2 separate regions of the Mus musculus genome follow, and region 2 is linked to region 1. A link is a contact called in public Hi-C data. All regions are on one chromosome and are shown on one strand. Each heading gives the region's core, a stretch centred on a gene start, on an enhancer-like site or on the middle of the called end of the contact. The rest is flanking DNA. Distances are from core to core; before and after follow the strand shown. Region 1 overlaps Pde1a (phosphodiesterase 1A, calmodulin-dependent). Region 2 has its middle 47 kb from the start of Pde1a.

Region 1 (4,519 bases), core at 648-3,147:
CCTCCATAAAGACTCACCAACATGGCTACCCAAATATGAGCAAGGAAGATACCAATAGACATGCCTGTGCTTTTCGGGTGTTTTTCAAAAGGTCCATGTCTATGTCTATACTACTGCCATTTTTTTTTATTTTGAATGTTTTGCATTTTATTTTTGAGATTTTACAACATTAAGTTATAATTATAACATTTCTCCCTTCATTTTTCTCCATCTAAACCATCTCAGATGCTCCCTCAACTTTCCCTCAAACTTATGGCCTCTTTTTTTTCTTTTTTTTTTTAACTAGTTGTTATTGAATGTATGTATGTATATGCACATGCATATACTTCCCTAAGTATAATTTATCCAGTCTGTATAATGTTACCTGAATATATGTTAATATAATAATATACTACTACTACTACTTTTGTGTAAAGTTGAGGTCTTGTGGGTTTTTCCTACACACATTGGAATGTCTATTGGTGTTGTCTTTGTTTACTAAGTTTTATCTATGCTTTCTTATAACAGTATCAGATTTCACAACCTTTGTGATATTAGATCTATTTTGAGTATACATTTTGGACAGGGTGAGAGGTGTGGATCTAGTATCAGTTTTTCCTCCAGATACCTTGTTTTTGAAACACCATATGTCTCTCCTTCAGTGGATATTTTTGACATTTTTGTCAAAATTTAGCTGACTGTCAAATGTAGGTTTATTTCTGTATCCCCTATTCTAATTCTATTCTACTCACCTCTCTCTGTGTGTGTATGTGTGTGTGTGTGTGTATGAATGCCATACAGATTTTTTTTTTTACTGTGGTTCTGAAGTATAATTTGTGGTCAGAAATTATGACACCTCTGTGCTATTTTCTTTGTTTAGGACTTTGCTTTGGCTATTCAAAGTTTGTTGTGCTTCAGTTTTAGCACTGGAATGCATTGCGTTGAGTGTTGGACTTGAGAAATGGCATTGGCCAGCTGAAATTGTGATGGGAATTTGAATTTGGAGCTTAATAAAACACATGTGGAAACATATAACATGCTAGAGAGCAATTAGCCATGATGAATTGCTATGAAAATAAGGTGATAATTCAGGAGATAAATTTGGCAAGGATAGATTGTTACATGGATTTGGAGTGAGGAAAATATTCACGTACAAGTGAAGAGGAAATATGAAGCTAAAAGGAGATTATTCTGAGGCAGGAATAGATGTAAGGCTACAGATACTTCTGGTTTATATATGTATTTGTATGTGTAGCTCTTGTATGTGTAACTCATGTTTTGTCTTAGAAAGATAGTGGTGGTAGTGACCTGCTTGTATACATTTGGGTACGTCCATAGGACCTGTTTTGCATCCTTCTGACAGTCAGGTGCTAGTAGTATAGATCATTGGCAGTGTGCTTGCCTAGCATGGGCAAAGCTCAGTTTGATTCCCATGTCTCTCACCTCCAGATGAAGAAAATCAGTGGCTGCTGCTATTCAAAGCCTGTGTGAGTCATGACCATCCCTAATGCTCTGTAATTCTTAATGCCTGGAGAAGCCAATAGGTTAGCATTCGGGAACTTTCCATTTATCATCACTGATTTATTTCCTGGTGGGAGTCTTTGACTCACAGGCATTACTGGAACTTTAAGACAAATTTGAAGAAAAAGAAAAAAAAAACATTGATTGAATTTAGAGTTATTTTGAAAGCAGGCTTAAAATACGGATTAGAGCTGATAGTAATGAGTCAGTACTGAAGCTAAGTTGACAAGAGTAGACTGTACAGTTGGGAAACTGAGCAGTAGTACTGTGTAGCTGCTTCTGAAGAATTTTCCACTGACTGAAGAATTACAAATAAGAAGACTTTGAGGAGTGATGAAAACTCTGACTCACATGGTTTCCAACTGTCATGGCTTATGGCTTACTTGCCTCATTTCCAGCCTGAGGGTGAAAGTTTCTTCAACTCTTCAGGGTAATGCGTGCTCCCAATTACATACCATTGCTTGGTTCTTGGGCCTTAGAAAACTTTTAACCTTTCCTCTTAAGCCTGCTTGTTGAGTATATCTATTCATCCTTCAAGAGCCTGTCTAATCACCCCTGCTTTAATTCTCTCACTCAAAGGGAATCTTACATTGAGGAGGCTCCCATGTCTAATGTTTCCTGAACTACCCAATACTCAAGATTTATTTCCTTATATAGGAGATTTAAGTACGGCTTGATTCTACAGTGAGCAGTGGGTGTTTGGCTATGAGAATCTATTTTGAACGATTTCCTTTGTTGCTGTTGATGTTTTTGAGAAATGTCACACTGTTCGAAGGAAGCACTTTCCTTGGCAGCATCAGTGGCTGTCAGAACCTGGGAGAGTGCTAATTGAAGCCAATCAAACTTTAGCTGCCTGGGTTCTACTCTTCTCCTTTGCAATGGACACAACTGACTTGGCACTGAGCCAACTGGGGGGGGGGGCGGCGGGGGACTAAAGCTTCCCTTGATACAAACCGATCTCTCTTACTTGTTGAGGAAAGTACGTCTGACACATTTGTTTTAAACCTTAGGTTTGACACACAGGTGAAGAGAATCTATGGAAATTGCTCATCAGATAAAATCTGCCTCTCCCAAAGTGGACAACAGTTTTTAGTAAAACTGAGAACCATTTACAGAGTTATCCTCAAATGTGCTGTCAATTTTAATATCAGCATGTCTTGAGTGTGTTTTCTCTGAAACTGAGCTGTGGCCGGCATAGTTTATAAGAGGCCTCTAAGAGATGATTACAGGAGAGCTCTGTCTCCTTCATGGAATAAATGTTCTTTTAAAGGAAGCATCTGGGGCAGTGATTGGATACCTTGCCTGGAGGCTTGTATCCAATCACTGTCAGGCTGCAGCAGAAACCCTCTCCCCTCACCAAGTGGAGGCACTTTGGTTTTCTTCTTGTCTTCTAGAACTGTGAGAAAATAAAATTTTGATCTTTACATGTACCCTGTTTCAAGCCTTCTGTTACAGTAGCACAGACTGGACCCAGATCCAATTGTAAATTGTACTTGTTCTTAGGTACACAAGACTGTTGGTTTAAAGAAGTGTGATAACAGATTGAAACACATTGAGCATCAGAAAATGTCTTGCAACATTACAAGGAATTGACACAAGTCTGTTCTTAGGAACATACAGTTACACATATGAGGCAAATGTCATTTTTGTATAATTTAATTAGGTTTTCTTCTGATATAGTCAGGAGGATTAGACATTCTGCTTCCTTCTTCCTTCAGTGCATCTTGGAGTCTTGACAGATAAGTTCTTGCACACATAATTACATAGATTATCATAGACTCAGACTGTGGTGTTGTGAAGAAGCGAAGACATGATACAGGCATATGAAACTCAGATGGGCTGTTGGGAGAGGCACCTGCCTGTACAGGTGTCAAGGCAGCTAAAATCAGAGCAATAAGCAGAACAGACAGTTTAAGCTAAGGGACCAGTGTGGATGGAGAGGGCAGGAAAGGTGTGGAATGCTCAAGGGAAACAATGGCTTGGAACTAAAAGAGGGAGAATCAGAAGATCTGTGTGGAGAAGGGGTACAGGGAGGTGGGGGCCTGATTGAGCAGGAGGTAGGGTCCTGATTGGGCAGATGTTAATGTCACTGTATGATGTTATCACTGTGCACCCACTTGAATGAATAAGAAAATTTCATAATGTAATGGGAACCATGTGCTATTTCCTCTTTCATTTGGATGAATGTGACCTTTTCTCTGTCAGTCAGAGGCATTCATCTGCCTCAAGCAGGGGTGGGACTGACATCAGCAAAGACAAAAAGCAAGACAAAGAAGCAGCTCACTTTGATACCCTACTGGAGCTGCTGAATCCCCTAAGAACTAAAGTTCCTACAACATCACTTTGATACCCTGGTCCAGTTCACACCTGAAAAAGCTCCCCAAGTTCTGAAGGCTCTACTTAATATTCATGAAGTAGGCATTTAGACTTGAATATCCTCGAGTGTTTCTGTTGCTCTCTGTTTAATAATCGATGATGGACACCCAGGACATAAGACCTGTTCTACTACAAAGGGTGTAGAAAGGCATCCCGCTTCTTACCTGATGAAGTTTTGAATGGGGGGATCAGATGTAAGGTGATTTGTACAGTGAGCAGAGTGTTTGGACCTTGAACATGTTTGGTTGGAAGTAAAAACCTGCAGCAAAGGGAATTTCACTGTGATTTAGGGAGTTACATATCACAGAGGAAAAATTATAGTACAGGATGATTGGTCTCAAACCTTTTTCAAGGGCCCGTGTGGATATAAGGCTCAGGTAGCCCTATTAGTCTGGTGGAGACTTTAGGACTCAGCTGATACAGGGGAAGTCTATTCTAGTGTTCCCACTGCAAGGGGCCAGGGATACTACACAGACTCCAATGGAGTAATTGCTTCTTCATAACTTGCATTTCTGTAAATTAAGGAATTGCTTAATATATGAGATAGATGAATGACAGTTCTCCTAGGACTAGTGAAGCTTAGAGTGGCTAAGCATTAAGTGACTTTAATTCCTACATTGACTTAAATGAGTTTAGCAGCCAC
Region 2 (4,372 bases), core at 983-3,482, 130 kb before region 1:
GGAGTTGTCCCAAACATTCCAGAGTAGGTGAGATTTATGGGAGAGCAAGAGCTGAGCAGTAATTTCTGTCATTTGCTCTTTGTTTCTTTTTCTTCCATGAGGTTTAAATGTCGTCATGCTCTTCTGGGGGGTTTTAAAAATTAGAATCTATTTCGTATATCTTTTTAAAACAGGAAGTAGAAGGTTGTTTTTCTTTGATTGCCTTTTTTTTTTAAACTTGATTCTGGTTCTTTTTTTTTAGAACTGGGTCAGAACCATAATTTCCCCCTTACTACCTTTGGCAGTAGGCCACATCTGTTTATGTAGTTAATGATGGAGCTTGATTGTCCTCCTATGCTCAGACAGTTGAGGCACTGGCTCTCCTGGGGAAGAGAGGAGCGGTGATTAGTTATCCAGGATGGTTATGTAGGTACCTCAGCCAGGCTCTCTGCTGCCATGTGAGGCTTAACCACAAGCTCCAACAGGAGGCTGATAAGGGACTCCTAGCATCACCCTAGGCATCAGAAGGCCAGGGTAAAGCTCTTTGGTGAAGTTGTTGATTCTGTCTTCATCCATCCTCTCCATTGGTCCATTTAGGTGGTGAGCAGTGAGCTTCCATAGCACTGTTGGAGAAGTAGGAAAAGCTTCCATGGTACACATTATTAGCTCTCACTGCTTGCAACACAATACCTATCCCAGGATTTACAACAGGCCAACAGGTGGGTAGTGTTGTCTTCCATAGTAAATGGGAGGAAGTTGAACCAATTGTCCAAAGTCACAGGGGTAATTGATGCTGGAGTAAGGATTCCACCCGAAGTGATTTTTGCCTCCAGCATCCCTGTGATCTTCTCTGTAGCTTTTGACATTCTTTTAACTGTGTCTAGGGATGCTCTTCCAGCCACAAGGGGAGTAGCACTGGGCAGCTTTCCAAGCTGCAGTTTGTGATTCCTCTCTTTCTAATCAGACAGTCGGAGGTTGAAGAATTTAATAAGATTCTACAATCGCTTAATGAGAATCTTGACCCAATTTTCTCATTAACTTCCTATTCTTCTTTGCATCTCAGCACTTTCTTTCTATGCATAAAATTAATCCCAACAATGTACTTCAGTTTGTACAGGTGTTCTGTGCTCGATGTAATAGGAAATTTTAATTTTGTGATATGAAATGCTATAAAAGGAAGACAAAGACCTGCCCCAGTTGGGAAAACTGTAGCTATGCCTACATTTATGATTGGGGTCATACCCCAACAAACCCATGGTAAGTTGAAAATATCATACAGTAGAACTGCATTTGTGGTTAGACATGTAGCTCATTTAGTAGAGAACATGTCTAGCATGCATGAGACCCTGGATTTTCAAGTCACAGTACTCTAACAGGGAATGGGGACTCATGCCTGTAATCCTAGCACTTACAAATGCAAACACGGGATCAATCAGAAGTTCAAGGCCATTCTCAGCTACACAGCAAGTCAAACTGAGCTACCTGGGACTCTGTCCCCAAAGTAACAGCAGCAATAATAAAAGTGAAGTTTTTTTAAAACATGAAATGTGTCTAGAACATTTACCCATAGTTGGGCAAGATCATCTAGTTTAAATTCTTATTTATAAGAAGTGCTGAATGTGTTATATAATTTGTTAAATACTCAAAGTAAAAAGGACAACAATTAGTATTATGCTTTCAGACAATGGGGGGGGGCGGTTCTAAGTTGAATCATTAAAAGTGGAATTGTTTGAACATCAGAATCATGTGACTGTCATAGCATATACTACAAAGGCTTTAAGACCAACGGAATAGAAACAGAAAGACTGAATTCAACTTCCCCTAAGAAAGGACTGCAGAGTTTTCAAGAAATGGGGTGAGGAGAATCCCAAGTTCCTTGTCTGCCAACTTCCCTTACCTGTATGAAGAGTAACCTTGGATCATCATGACATATGAACAGTATTATATATAACCCAGAGCATGATACCCGGGGTGATTGCATCTCATGGAATGTTGTTTGAGAAAGACATTGTTCTACCATCTTTGAATGAAGAAAGGAAACCCAGATGTTTCAGACAAACACTCAACCAGATGTCTGCAGTATTGGTAAGAATTCACAGTGGTCAGTTTGCATGCATTTCCCTTGTAATTTCCTCAATAATTGAATTTTTGACTCTATAGAGATTTTGCTGTTTTTTGTCAATTCTTATCAAATGTGTCACTGCTGAATCATACAGCATCAGCTGTAAAAGAGGAACAGCTTTACTCAGACAAAAATCCAGATCCTCTCAGGAATTTGCTCCTGAGAGGCTGCAAGGAAGAGGGGCCGAGGCAAGCAGCTGCTTCTTTGTCTTTCTGTTTGCGTCTTGGCGTTCTTTCCTTCTAACCATTCCTACTACCATCAAATGGTTCTCTAGAGTTATTAGAAGTTTGGCTAAAGAGAAACCTCTATTTAATCTTTCTTCATTACATATACTACAGCCAGAGTCTTTGAAAGTTTAAGCAAATAGGAGACTATAATGATATAGAAGTAAGTATGGAAACACATGAAGCATAAAAACAATATGATGACACAGGGTACATTCATGTTTCTATGGTAACTGATATACCAAGTCTCCTGGGCTTCGACCCTGGTTTTAGTGATACACACACACACACACACACACACACACACACATACACACACATGAGGCACTCCTTGTAATCTCATGTCATGTGACTTCTTACACACCCTTGATCCCACTAAGGCTGGCTCCTTCCTGTGGTCATCTGAACTTTCACCAGCAGAGAAAGATTGACAAGACATAGAAGAGATGGAAGTAAATTTTATAACTAGGAGCTCATTTTTGCAAGACACATGATTTATATGGAACAGTAAGAAAAAGATAATTTTAAATATTCTTGGAATACATTCATTGGAATATTTAATCATTTCAGAAAAGATGAAGAATGGAATTATAGAAGTTGAAAAGGCCTTTGTTGAGCAGGATTCAAAGAATGTTTACAAAGGCTGTTAGACAGGAAATGCACTGTACTTTTGGCAATGCTTTTAGTAAAATCCTTATTACACATATACATTAACTTGACTTACTGTAGAATCGACTATATTGACATTGTGCTGTTTAAGAGTATAGTCTTCCCATAGTTATGAAATGAAAAATTCAATGCCAGGAATGATATATCTCCCCATGAATTACTGATGAATGTTGTCTCTGAGAGCCCCAAGAGTACACACGTTACTGCCAATGGTTTTGGTTATCCTCCACAGTGAATGGTAAGACATTATTGTTGAAGTCACTAACACACTCTGCTTACAGGACAAAGAGAAATCAGTCTGGAATCTCCCTTCAGACTTGCTCACACAGAAGTATATGCTAGGGGGTGGGTGGAATAAACATCAGTTGTCTTACCTAGTGCTGGGCCCTGCACACTTCAATACTACCTTAAGGTATAGCCACTGGTAAAATAATGGCATAATTATTATGACAGTAATCTACCACTTTCTCAACAGATTTGAGATCTGCTTCACTGGAGGAAATTTACACCTGGTACTATGAACTTAGTCAAAAGTTCATGGGTGGGGAAGTCAGAGGCCCTGGGGAGGAACATACTGTTGTTTTACTAAATGGCCATTCAAATTACCTTTAAGTATTCATATTTATACTCATAGGTCTGTGCTATCCTCAACCTTGGTCAGAAATTTTTTTTGAGAGTTGACGGTGGCTAGTGTAGAAACTCAAAACTGATCTCTTTATCAACGTCCTCCTTCCCCTCAGCTCAGTGAACACCTTGGAAGAAGGTGATGGAAACAGTGTAAGAGACAGAGGATGGGAGTTGGAGTTCTGTGAAATGCTGTCTTCTGGGTGTAACACACTTATGGCACTCTTGAACTCAGTGTGTGGTTAAGTATGGATGGGGAAGGGGATCCTGACGGCTATGGGAAGGAGTGTCAGTTTTCTTTGTAGATCTGGTCTTTGGTATGTTGTCCGTACCTATGTGCATATAGGCACCACTGGATGTACTCAGTAACACATGAATTTAGGAGACATGTGTTGAGTAGGGTCTAGAGGAAGTTGGAAAAGAAGGGAAATAGCTATAATTGAAATATATTGTATACAAGTATTACATTTTCAAAGAATAAGAAAGAACATAGCTTTAGATCAAGATTATGGTAAAAATCTTAAAATAAAAAAATACTACTTATGGATGACTTCAAAGTCTGGAACAGTCTTCATTCTCCAAAGTTTCCTGTACTATAAGGTTGGTCCATAATATAATGCCATTATAGAACTGTTAAGAGGTGGTCGGTCTCACTGGGTTGTGGCTGAGTCAGACCACCTTTGAGAAAGAATCAATGAGAGTACCATAGAGGAGTGAGCTAGGTCTCAGAGGAGTGGATTACTTTCCAGAAAAG

The links. Hi-C and Micro-C count contacts between places; a contact is called where the count stands out from the background.
Region 2: a Hi-C map of adipose-derived mesenchymal stem cells shows a contact between it and region 1, with 1.5 times the contacts expected there. The contact joins two enhancer-like sites. A contact is called at or near these places in 5 of 484 Hi-C or Micro-C datasets (adipose-derived mesenchymal stem cells, erythroblasts, liver and 2 more) and 2 of 9 other capture datasets (adipose tissue and liver).

What each region holds. Positions count from the first base shown.
Region 1 is chr2:80,044,284-80,048,802 of GRCm38.p6, reverse strand. The region is part of intron 2 of Pde1a (phosphodiesterase 1A, calmodulin-dependent); the gene reads left to right. Among named protein-coding and RNA genes, the nearest start is that of Pde1a, 83 kb to the left of the region's middle. Within about 2 kb of position 1,897, at least 21 of the 459 cell types and tissues checked have an H3K27ac peak or open chromatin away from gene starts, as enhancers often do. A contact at or near this core is called in adipose-derived mesenchymal stem cells, where this site is marked.
Region 2 is chr2:80,173,976-80,178,347 of GRCm38.p6, reverse strand. It overlaps a transcript of Pde1a not described here. Among named protein-coding and RNA genes, the nearest start is that of Pde1a, 47 kb to the right of the region's middle. Within about 2 kb of position 2,232, at least 8 of the 459 cell types and tissues checked have an H3K27ac peak or open chromatin away from gene starts, as enhancers often do. A contact at or near this core is called in adipose-derived mesenchymal stem cells, where this site is marked.